Regions from separate parts of the Mus musculus genome. Here region 1 is linked to region 2. The links are chromatin contacts, called in public promoter capture Hi-C maps. All regions are on one chromosome and are shown on one strand. The core of a region is the stretch at or near the end of the contact, and the rest is flanking DNA. Distances in the headings are between cores, read along the strand shown. Region 1 holds the start of Dynlrb2 (dynein light chain roadblock-type 2). Region 2 overlaps Wwox (WW domain-containing oxidoreductase).

What was found. Promoter capture Hi-C pulls out the DNA fragments that hold promoters and counts their contacts.
Region 1: a promoter capture Hi-C map of embryonic stem cells shows a contact between it and region 2, with 5 times the contacts expected there. The contact joins the promoter of Dynlrb2 here to the enhancer-like site in region 2. A contact is called at or near these places in 12 of 39 promoter capture datasets (3T3-L1-derived adipocytes, the C10 cell line, the HPC-7 cell line and 8 more) and 2 of 9 other capture datasets (embryonic stem cells and liver).

What each region holds. Positions count from the first base shown.
Region 1 is chr8:116,503,041-116,507,648 of GRCm38.p6, forward strand. Dynlrb2 (dynein light chain roadblock-type 2) reads left to right here and starts at 1,975. Exons shown (of 4, transcript NM_029297.1): 1 at 1,975-2,009; 2 at 4,462-4,537. The coding sequence starts at 2,007.
Region 2 is chr8:114,501,928-114,506,585 of GRCm38.p6, forward strand. All of the region lies in intron 5 of Wwox (WW domain-containing oxidoreductase), which reads left to right. Among named protein-coding and RNA genes, the nearest start is that of Wwox, 65 kb to the left of the region's middle. Within about 2 kb of position 2,919, at least 27 of the 459 cell types and tissues checked have an H3K27ac peak or open chromatin away from gene starts, as enhancers often do.

The DNA.
Region 1 (4,608 bases), core at 725-3,224, 2.0 Mb after region 2:
CCTATCCATTATCATGCAAATTGTTTTTCTCTTTAATGAGTGGTAGGATTTTATGTAGGCCAAAGGATTGTGTTCAAATAAATTTCTTTATAATTTATTATCAGTAAATGTTTGATATCTATACCTACTTTTATAAACACAAGACCACATATAATTTTATCTGGGAAGGCTGGATAGGTGACTCAGAGGTAAGAGCACTGGTTGCTCTTGCAGAGGACCTGGCTTCAATTGACAGCACTCATATGGCAGGTTGCAACTGTTTGTAATTCAAGTTCCAGGGGATCCAACATCTTCTGGCCTCTGGGGTCAACACACACACACACCACACACAAACACACACACACACACACAGTGCATGGGCATACATGTAGGCAAAGCACCTATACACATAAAATGAATAATAAATTTGTCGGGGGTGGGAGAAATGGGTTGTAACTGGATAAAGCTTAAGATGCCCTAAAGTAGAGTACTATAATAGGAAAATCTCACAAGGAAAATGAACACAAGATATAAAAAGTGCAGTCCAACTCAATGGTTGCCAAAAGAGTGCCAAAGCTACATAGAAAAGTAAATAAGATACCAAGGGGAAACTCAAGGTCACAGCATTACTGCGATTCTATCAGAATGGAGACAGTCAACAAACAAGAGAGACCCCCTCTTGTTGGGAAGGAAGTTCTGGTTTTTGACAGTTAAGGGCAAGGAAGAGTAAAATATGCCTACGGTTTGGTTTTTCCAAGTGCTTGCAAGTTTTAGTAACTAACACTTTCAGTGGAGTTGAAGGTTATTTAGCACTTAGCATGAATTTAAAGGAAGGGGGAGAGTTGGGAGGTGGTGGAAGGGGTGGAAAGAATTCCCAGTACCTAGGACGGGGCCCGAGAACATGTTGGATTCCTTCAAGGCGCTTTATAAAGCACCACCTTGGATATCCATCATAGTCCCACCCCAAAGAGAAGGCATCAAAATTAAACCAAGCTACCTCCGAGAAATCATTGGAGGGAAAGGTCGATGAGGAGAAAGTGGCTCCCGTTCTCCCCCATTGATTCCCTATGCGCAGAATCAGACTTTACTGCTGGTTGGAAGTCACTTTGGCCACTTCTCTCTGAGCTGTTGTTCTCCTGCCAGAGCTGCTCCTGCTGGAATCCTGCTTGCCTCCCATCACAGCTGTGGATAAAGGCTTCCTCCTCTTCCTTCTTTCTTCCTTCCTCCCTCTTTCTCTTCTGCTTTTTCTTACTTTCCCTCCTCTATCGCTCCCTCCCTTTCTCTCCCTCTCCCTCTCCCCCTCCCCCCTCTCTCATTCTCTCCCCCTGCTGAGTGTGGATCTAACTAGATTCTTCAAGCTCCTGCCTTGCCTTCCCACAATGATTGCGACCTGGAATTGTAAGCTAGACGGAACCCTTTCTCCTCGAAGTTGCTCTTTGTTTGTTTGTTTGTTTGTTTATCACAGCAGCAGAACAAACCCTTTCTAGATCGGCTCAGCTCTAGTACCAAATTCTCAGAGATAAAGTGAAATCGGTTGGTTTTAGGACATGAGCACCTTCCCTGCGTGCTACCATATCCACAGTGTGTTATTGTTTCCCACATGGATAGTTCTATATCTCAGGATGGTATTATTGGCACCCATGTGTGTATCATATATCTCACGTGGGGGCGGTCAAGTGGCTACCTACACTTGCCTGACTCAGGGACAAGTGCCGGCCACATCTCCAGAAAGCATGAAAAAGAAGAAAAGTTAAACCCAGGAGAGACTGTATCCTGCCACGACCCCATCGCCTTGAGGTTCCTGGGAAGGAACGTCCGTGCCTGCCTTCTTTTGCTAGGCTGCAAAGCAACCTGCCACATGCAGGGCGGAAAAGCCGGCTTCAGAAACAGCCTAACCGTTGCGCAGGCGCAGCCCATAGCTTTCAGAAAGCCACTTCCTGCCTGGTTGCCTAGCAACGGGGGAAGCGTTGTTGACATCCACAGAAACTGCAACTCAGACTTGAGCCAGGAGCTGTCCCACAGGCGCGATGGTAAATCTGAGTTCTTGTCTAGAAGGGTAGAGGGGGAGACTCATGTGCACAGCTGTCCTGGGAGGGTCTCACCATTTACTGGATGACAGCTGGAAAGGGCGCTATTGAAAAAACGGGAGGTGTTGAGATGAATCTGGGAGCCAGAAAAGTTTGCAAAGAGCTATGACAGAGGTGGAGAAAGAAAGAAAGATCCCAAGCTGAGAAAGAAGGAGACCAGGAGAACAAAAAAATGGGAAGGGGGCTGGGAGATGAGTAAGAGACAAAGAGGGAAGAAATAAAAACTAGGAGGGGGGGCGAGGAATGGAGAGAGAACGCGGGGAGGAAGGTGGGATGCTACCCCAACCTCGCCTGCACAGAAAAGGAAGGAGAGAGAAGAGAGAAAAAAAAAGGAAAGGGAAAAAGAAAGGCAAAGGGGAAGAGAAGAGAAGGAAGGGGATGGGAGAGAAAGAAACGAAGGAAAAGGGTTGGAGAAAAGGGAAAGGGAGAGGAGGAGGAGGGAAGGAGAGTGAAGGGGAGAGGAGGAGAGGCACAGGAGTGGCCTGGGGACACAGGAGGTTGCAATAGGGGTCTGGGAGTCAGAAGAGAACCACCTTGGAGGAGAGGAAAGGTGAGGAGCAGAGAGCTGAGAGGAGCAGTGGAGGAAGGGAGGAGAGGTCCGTGACTTTGAGGAGCCCCTAAGGCGATCAGAACTGGGCTGGTTTGTGAGTATTCTGTGCCAGACATAAGGAGACCAAGAAATGCCAAGTGTCAGAGAGATACCCCAAGAAAAAAATGTCTACATTTACTGGGGTTTGCGTTTTCTTGGTTGGTCGGTTGGGTTGGTTTGTTTGTTGTTTGGTTTTGGTGTTTGGTTTGGTTTGGTTTTGGTTTTGTCCCAGGCTGTGTATGAGACAAAACAAGTCCCTGGCACTATCAGATTCTTGCTATTACTGTCACTGGCGATGTCTCCTTTTCCTTTCCAGAGGACACCTCAGGCTCAGAGCTTTCGTGTTACTGAAATGTAAACATATGCTCTCTTCCTTTGTTTTCACAGTCCTCTTTATTTGTGACAGCCCGTTTGTGACCTGGGGTGGCCTCTGCAGATGCATTTCTCCAAGCTTTGGGCCATGGTGTAGTTTAAAGAACATGCTAAATTAAATGTTACCAGTGTCCACCATGAGGAAAGCCACTAATCCAGCCTGACATTTCCTCAAAAGACACCTGCCCTGGTGGTGGGAAAAACGAGAAAAGTGCTTGCTCACCTCCACAATGGGTGCAGAAGGAAGCCTGTCTCTGACTGAAGTAACGTAGTGTTCACTTGTGAGATGTTGGGAAAGAAAACAATAGAATAGATTCTCATCACAAAACTGCCTGGCTAAGTGGAGCACGGTAATGCCTGCCTGGAGTCCCAGCACTCAGGAGGCTGAGGCAGGAGGACTGCTGCAAGTTCAAGACCAGGCTGAGCTATATACTGTGAAATCCTATCTCAAAAAAAAAAAAATCCAAAAAAAATGCATATGAGGCTGTGGAGAAAGCTCAGTGGTTAAAAGCATTAGGTTCTCTTGCAGAGGACCCAGGTTCAAGCCTCAGCAACCCCTGATATCTCACAGCTGTCTGTAACTTTATGTCTAAGTGATCTGACACCCTCTTCTGGCCTCCACTGGCCCTACGCATGCACATGGTGCTCAGACATACGTGCAGACAAGCATCCATCCCTATAAAATAATAAACTATATTTTTACAAGAAGTGTAAATAGTCGCAATGTGCTGTTGGGAATAAGACAGCACAGGGAACCGAGTGGTTTTAGTCTCAGCCAGCTCAAAAAGGTAAGCGTAAAACCCAGATGCGAGTCCCTAATGCAGACACCCATAGCCGAACATTCCGCTTCAACCAAGACACAGCCAGGGTGCTCCGGCATCCTGCAATACAATGCTTGCACAGAATTGCCCTTTGTAAGCTTGGTCACCAGAATGAACCCCCAATGGGGGAAACAGAAGTAACTAAGGAGTCTCAGAAAGGGCAGCTTATGGACACTCTCGGAGGATATAGTGATGATCTATAAATATTTAAAAGCCATGACATACGAAAGAAGTGTTTTGTAAGTATGGAAGTGGGAGCTGCTGAATGATGGCCCATGGTAGCTTTCTGGGCAATGTAAAAGCAAGCAAATAAATAAACACTACCCTTCTAGCAAATCAGAACACATAAGCTTTGAGGATCCCTTGTGAGGCTCTCTTGTCTTCATTGGGGCTGAAGCCTGGCAATCTACCTAGGTCACGTGCAAGATGGGGCTTCCTACACAGTCCCCATAAGAGACCTAACAGTTCCAAGCTTACCTTTTAAACTCCGAGCATATCGTCTCCATCTCTCAGTTAAAGAAATAGGGGACCAGGTATGTGCCTAGATAGTCGCTGTAGAGCAGATGTAACCATGGATACCCTTCCGGTTAATGGTAGCCCCGATCTCTTGCAGACAGAAGTGGAGGAAACCCTCAAGAGAATCCAGAGTCACAAAGGGGTCATCGGAACGATGGTGGTCAATGCAGAAGGTAACTCTTGCCCCAGGCTGACTGGGCTCTGCACACAGAGGCGGTCCGTTTATTGTGTCCAGAGTGAAGGC
Region 2 (4,658 bases), core at 1,669-4,168:
GAAAGAAATTGTCTAACATAAATCTCTTCTCGAGTGCTGGAAAAGCCCTCAAGCGTCTGGGGGGCAAATATCAATACTTTGCAAAGGAGGAATGATTGTTCCAATCCGTGGCTTAATTGAGTTTAAACCTTAATGAAAGTCAGGCCAGGGCAGGCAGCACACACTGCACACACTGCAGCCTGGATCAGCAGCGGGATCTGAACCAGTGGGGGGCGGAATTTAGGGCGCTTCCAGTCCTTTGCTGCTGATGCTATGTTCTGATTGGCTGGGGCCACTGAATCCCAGATAATACTTTGTCTTCCTATGAAGAGAACACATTTCTTTCTTCCTGGATAGTATAGCAATTTAGTTTAAATTATAGCTTTCCCCCCCCAAATTGGAAGCATTTGTTTATGTTGGATTATCATTCCCCAAGTGAAATTTCATTGATGCCATGTATAATTAAATATAGGGTTTTTTTTTAAAGCATAGTATATATATTTAAATTTGTAAGTGGACAAACTGGAGTATATGAAGCCTTTACTTAGGAAGAATAAATGGCTCTCAAAGTCAGCTCAGTAGTTGTTGGAAAGGATTCATTTAGTGTCCACACATCTCCATCTGTTGGGCACCAGGGTGGGTTATCTGGGAAAACTGCAAAGCCTGAAAGGGTTGGACCATAAACTACGTTGCAGGTCTAAGCAACAGACCCAGACTACGGTGTGCCTGAGTCTCAGTCCTGTTTGTACCACACGAGAGCCAGGCTTCCTTCACTTCCTGTTCTGTCTGTGACATGGGGTGCCAGTAGTACCCAAATAGTACCCAACATCGGCTTGTGAAGATCAACTGTCATGTCACTCACCAGGAACGTAGAATGATACCGGAGTACTTAGAATGGTTTGTGGTGTAGTATCCAAGTGCCAGCAGAGACAAGAAACAATTGAAAGCCAACCCAGTGGGGCTGGGGAGACGCCTTACAGCATGCGGACATAAGTTCAATCCCCGGAACTTATATTACAGAAGACTGGGTTTGTTGTTGCACACTTTTAATCCTGGCTCTGGGGAGAGAGAGAGACAGGCAGATCCCTAGGTCTCAATGGCCAGCCAGCTTCACCTACTTGGCAAGCTTCAGGCCACTGAGACCCTGTCTCCAAAAAAAAGGTGGATAGCGCCTGAGGAGGCTCAGTCACGATCATCTTCTCTATCCCACTTGCACTAGTGTGTGCACATGTGTACGTGTGTGTGTGTGTGTGTGTGTGTGTGTGTGTGTGTGTGTATACTCCACATGCAAACAAGATAGAGTCAAAAACCCCTACTTGTGGCACACATGCAGAATGGCCTCACCTGCTTGTCCAGCTCATGCCTGGCCACTCAGCCATTCTGCTCCTTGTTCAAGCTGTATCAGAACCACTGTGTCGCCCAACCTTCCCACCTCCCTGAATCTTGGCACAGACTGCTTCCTCAGCCTGGAGGGATCACAGCCAGCGTGTCCACCTACCATATGTCCCTGTGCTCCATGAGTCTCTGTTCATGCCCGTCTCTTCTCCAGAGTCTCCCCAGGATTCTCCAGGATGCTATTCTGTCCCCCCCCCCCAATTCCAAAAGTACCTGTCATTCTACCCCTCTCAGCTGGGTACTGTGCTGAGCACTATTGGAGAGATCAAAGCTTCCTGCTTCCCAGGAACTTACAGAATGCATTTGGTTTTGTTTATTTAACTTCAGATTGGCATATTCTAGCTTTACATGATAAGGAGTTTCATTGTGACATTTCCACACAGACATCTAATGTACTTTGTCACAGTCACTGCCCCCTCATCCCTTCCCCCACACCTCCCTATTCACATTCTCCAACATCCGTCTTTCACTTCCACGTCCCCTTTAGCGTTCAGTTTTTAAATTATGCATTGATTGATTACAGCATTGATCCCATTGTGTATCGATCGTTTGTCGGATGGGCTCCTTATTTAGTGAACAAATACTTATCGACAGCATCTGTGCGTGTAGTCTACTGGATTGTGAGTGTGTGTGTATACACCTCATTGGCCTCGTCCTCATGGAGTCTGAGCTACAGTGACAGACATGTAAATGAGTAATGGTATCCAAGACACTGGTTACTGCATGTGTGTGTGTATGTGCGTGTGTGCATGCATGCATATGTCTATCTGTTTGTCTAGTATGAAGGTAGATGGGGTTGAGATCTGGTTATGTCCCAAGCTCAGTGTTACTTGTGCAAGGGGCAGGTGGGTTCAGAGCTCTGTCACCTAGCGGACATTGAACTTCTGGTCTTCCTATTTCTGTATCTCCCCAGTGCTGGGATTTTTAGACGTGCCCCACCAAGCTAAACTGGAAAGATGAGTTTTATTTATTGAATGATTGATTTTTGATGCTGCTAGGCCAGTTAGTGGTTAAGAACAGAGGTTTGGATTTAGACCAAGGTTGGCCGGAACTCTCCCTGGCTCTACATTTCTGTAGTGGTGTGGTAATCTTAGCTCTCAGTGGTCCTCCATGTGCCCTCCATCTTCCTATTGCTTCCCTGCATCACAAGATGATTGTCAGGTGTAAATGGGACAGCAGTGCCCTGCTCACAGTGCTGGAAGCCCCTGTTCGTCACCTCTCCATGCTCTGCTCGTCTTCCCTCTCCTCTTCCCAGCAGCAGCCCCTTCTGCCTCAGCAGGGCCGGCCTCAGGGCCAGACACAGCATCCTCTGGGTCCGTCGGCTTCAAGTTCAAAGGAAAGCTTCCTCACTGTGGTATTGGATTTTGCAGGATGGTGACAGCTTCTACAAACCTCTGGTCCGTGAGCCAATTTGGAGGAAATTGAATCATTCTCTGCGCCTTTCGGCTTCGTATCCTAAAAAGCCCGAGCAAACACTCTGGGCAGGCTTCAGCAGCTTCACATCCAGGGCTCAATCACAGCTTCAAAATAAAAACATCCCTCATTGCTCTCCGCCTGTGAAGCTGGCTGTGGAGCCTGTCACAAACCTCGGAGCTACAGATAACACCCCTTACCCTGAACACACACCATATCAGAAGGTCCTCGCAGGCACAATTCACTTAGCGTGCTCTGTGTGGACGAAGGCTGGGGGTGGGGTGGGGGTGGGGGTGGGGGATGGGAGCTGTCAGGAGCAAGGGCTCTCCTGCGCCTGTAGCTCCAGGGAGGCTCTGTCTACTTACGTCTCTCTCAAAGTGCTTTCCTGTTCCAGCCTGGGCAAGCAAGCTGAGCTCTGCAAGGGTGGCGTAGCCCTTTGGCATCATGGCGGAGCCACCAGCCTCATTACTCCTCAGCAAAGAGCCCTCTGTAGAAATGGCAGTGGATTTTGTAACTGGCAGTCTCGAGTGGTCCATGATTCGCAAAGGATTTATATGTGAAGGGAAACGGATGGATTAAAAATATTAAACAGTGTAGCCAGGACCCGCTCGGATGAATTGTTGGGATCTATTTTCTCCTTCTACTCTAAACATATGGCATGAATTTTCCACCCTCATTACAGTTGCTGCGAGAAGGCAAAGGCAAATATTGATATTTCATTCATGTTTTACGGTGAAAACACTGTTTGGTTTGTTTATACAGTTTGACTATCACAGTTTTTATGGTGAGCAATGAAACCACTGTAAAGCCAAGCCTGGGTTATATAGCAGATGCGATAAACCCTCACATTCAGGGAGACTCCCCGGATGGGATAGCTAATGTCACATGTCCAGAACGAACAACTGAATTGTGGGTCAGGACAGGCTAGTCAGGACGTAATACCCAACAGCCCCTGTGGACCCTCTACAGCATAAAGCTACCAAGGTCTCTCTTGTCTAGACTGAATCTCTAGCCAGTGTTTCTGGGAGTGCCGTGGGGGGAGGGGGGCGGGCTTGCAGCCCACATAGCTGGATGCTATGCACAGGAAGGAAGAGGCTTGCTGGTTTGTATTGCAGCCAAGCTTCTGCTCCCAAGTGAGACCTGTCACCAAGGCTCATGTCCCATTGGCCCGTGTGAGTGTCCACATTCCCAAGTCTCGGGATTACCTGCTGCCGTGTGTACGTGGACAGGGGTATATGGCTGGGATGTCGCAGATCAGACTGAGGACTGCCTGACACAGCTACACTTAACGCAAGCCAAGCCCTTGTGTAGCTATTGTTTTAACTGATTGTCTGCTATGTGTGTGTGTGTGCAAGTATATGCCTGCGAGTGTGTGTGTGCGTGTGTGTGGCATGTGTGTAAGTAGGTATGAGCATGTGGAGGCCAGAGTTAAGCATTGGGTGCCTTCTCTGTCTTGGAATTCACCAGTTTGGTCAAACTAGACAGTCAGAAAGTTCTAAGTCTTTCTCAGCATCAAACTTTCCGTTCCCATACCCACATGCATTTCCTGTACCTAAGGTGGAGGACAGCTCTTCATACATTTCATGCAGTCAGCTGTTGAGACGTACCTGTCTTCATGGTCCCCAGGCTAATCATCCCAGAGCCCTGCCTGTGTCCTCATCCACCAGCCCACATCTCTTTAGAACATCCTGTAAACATGACACATAACATTTCTCTCCTCTTCCCACTCTCTCTCCCTCTTTTGAACACTGTGTCTCCCTAGCCCTGACTGTTCTGTAGACCAGGCTGGCTTTGAATTCATTGATCTACCTGCCTCTTTCTCCTGGGCGCCAAGATTAAGGGTACACACCACTACCACCCGGCTTGACATT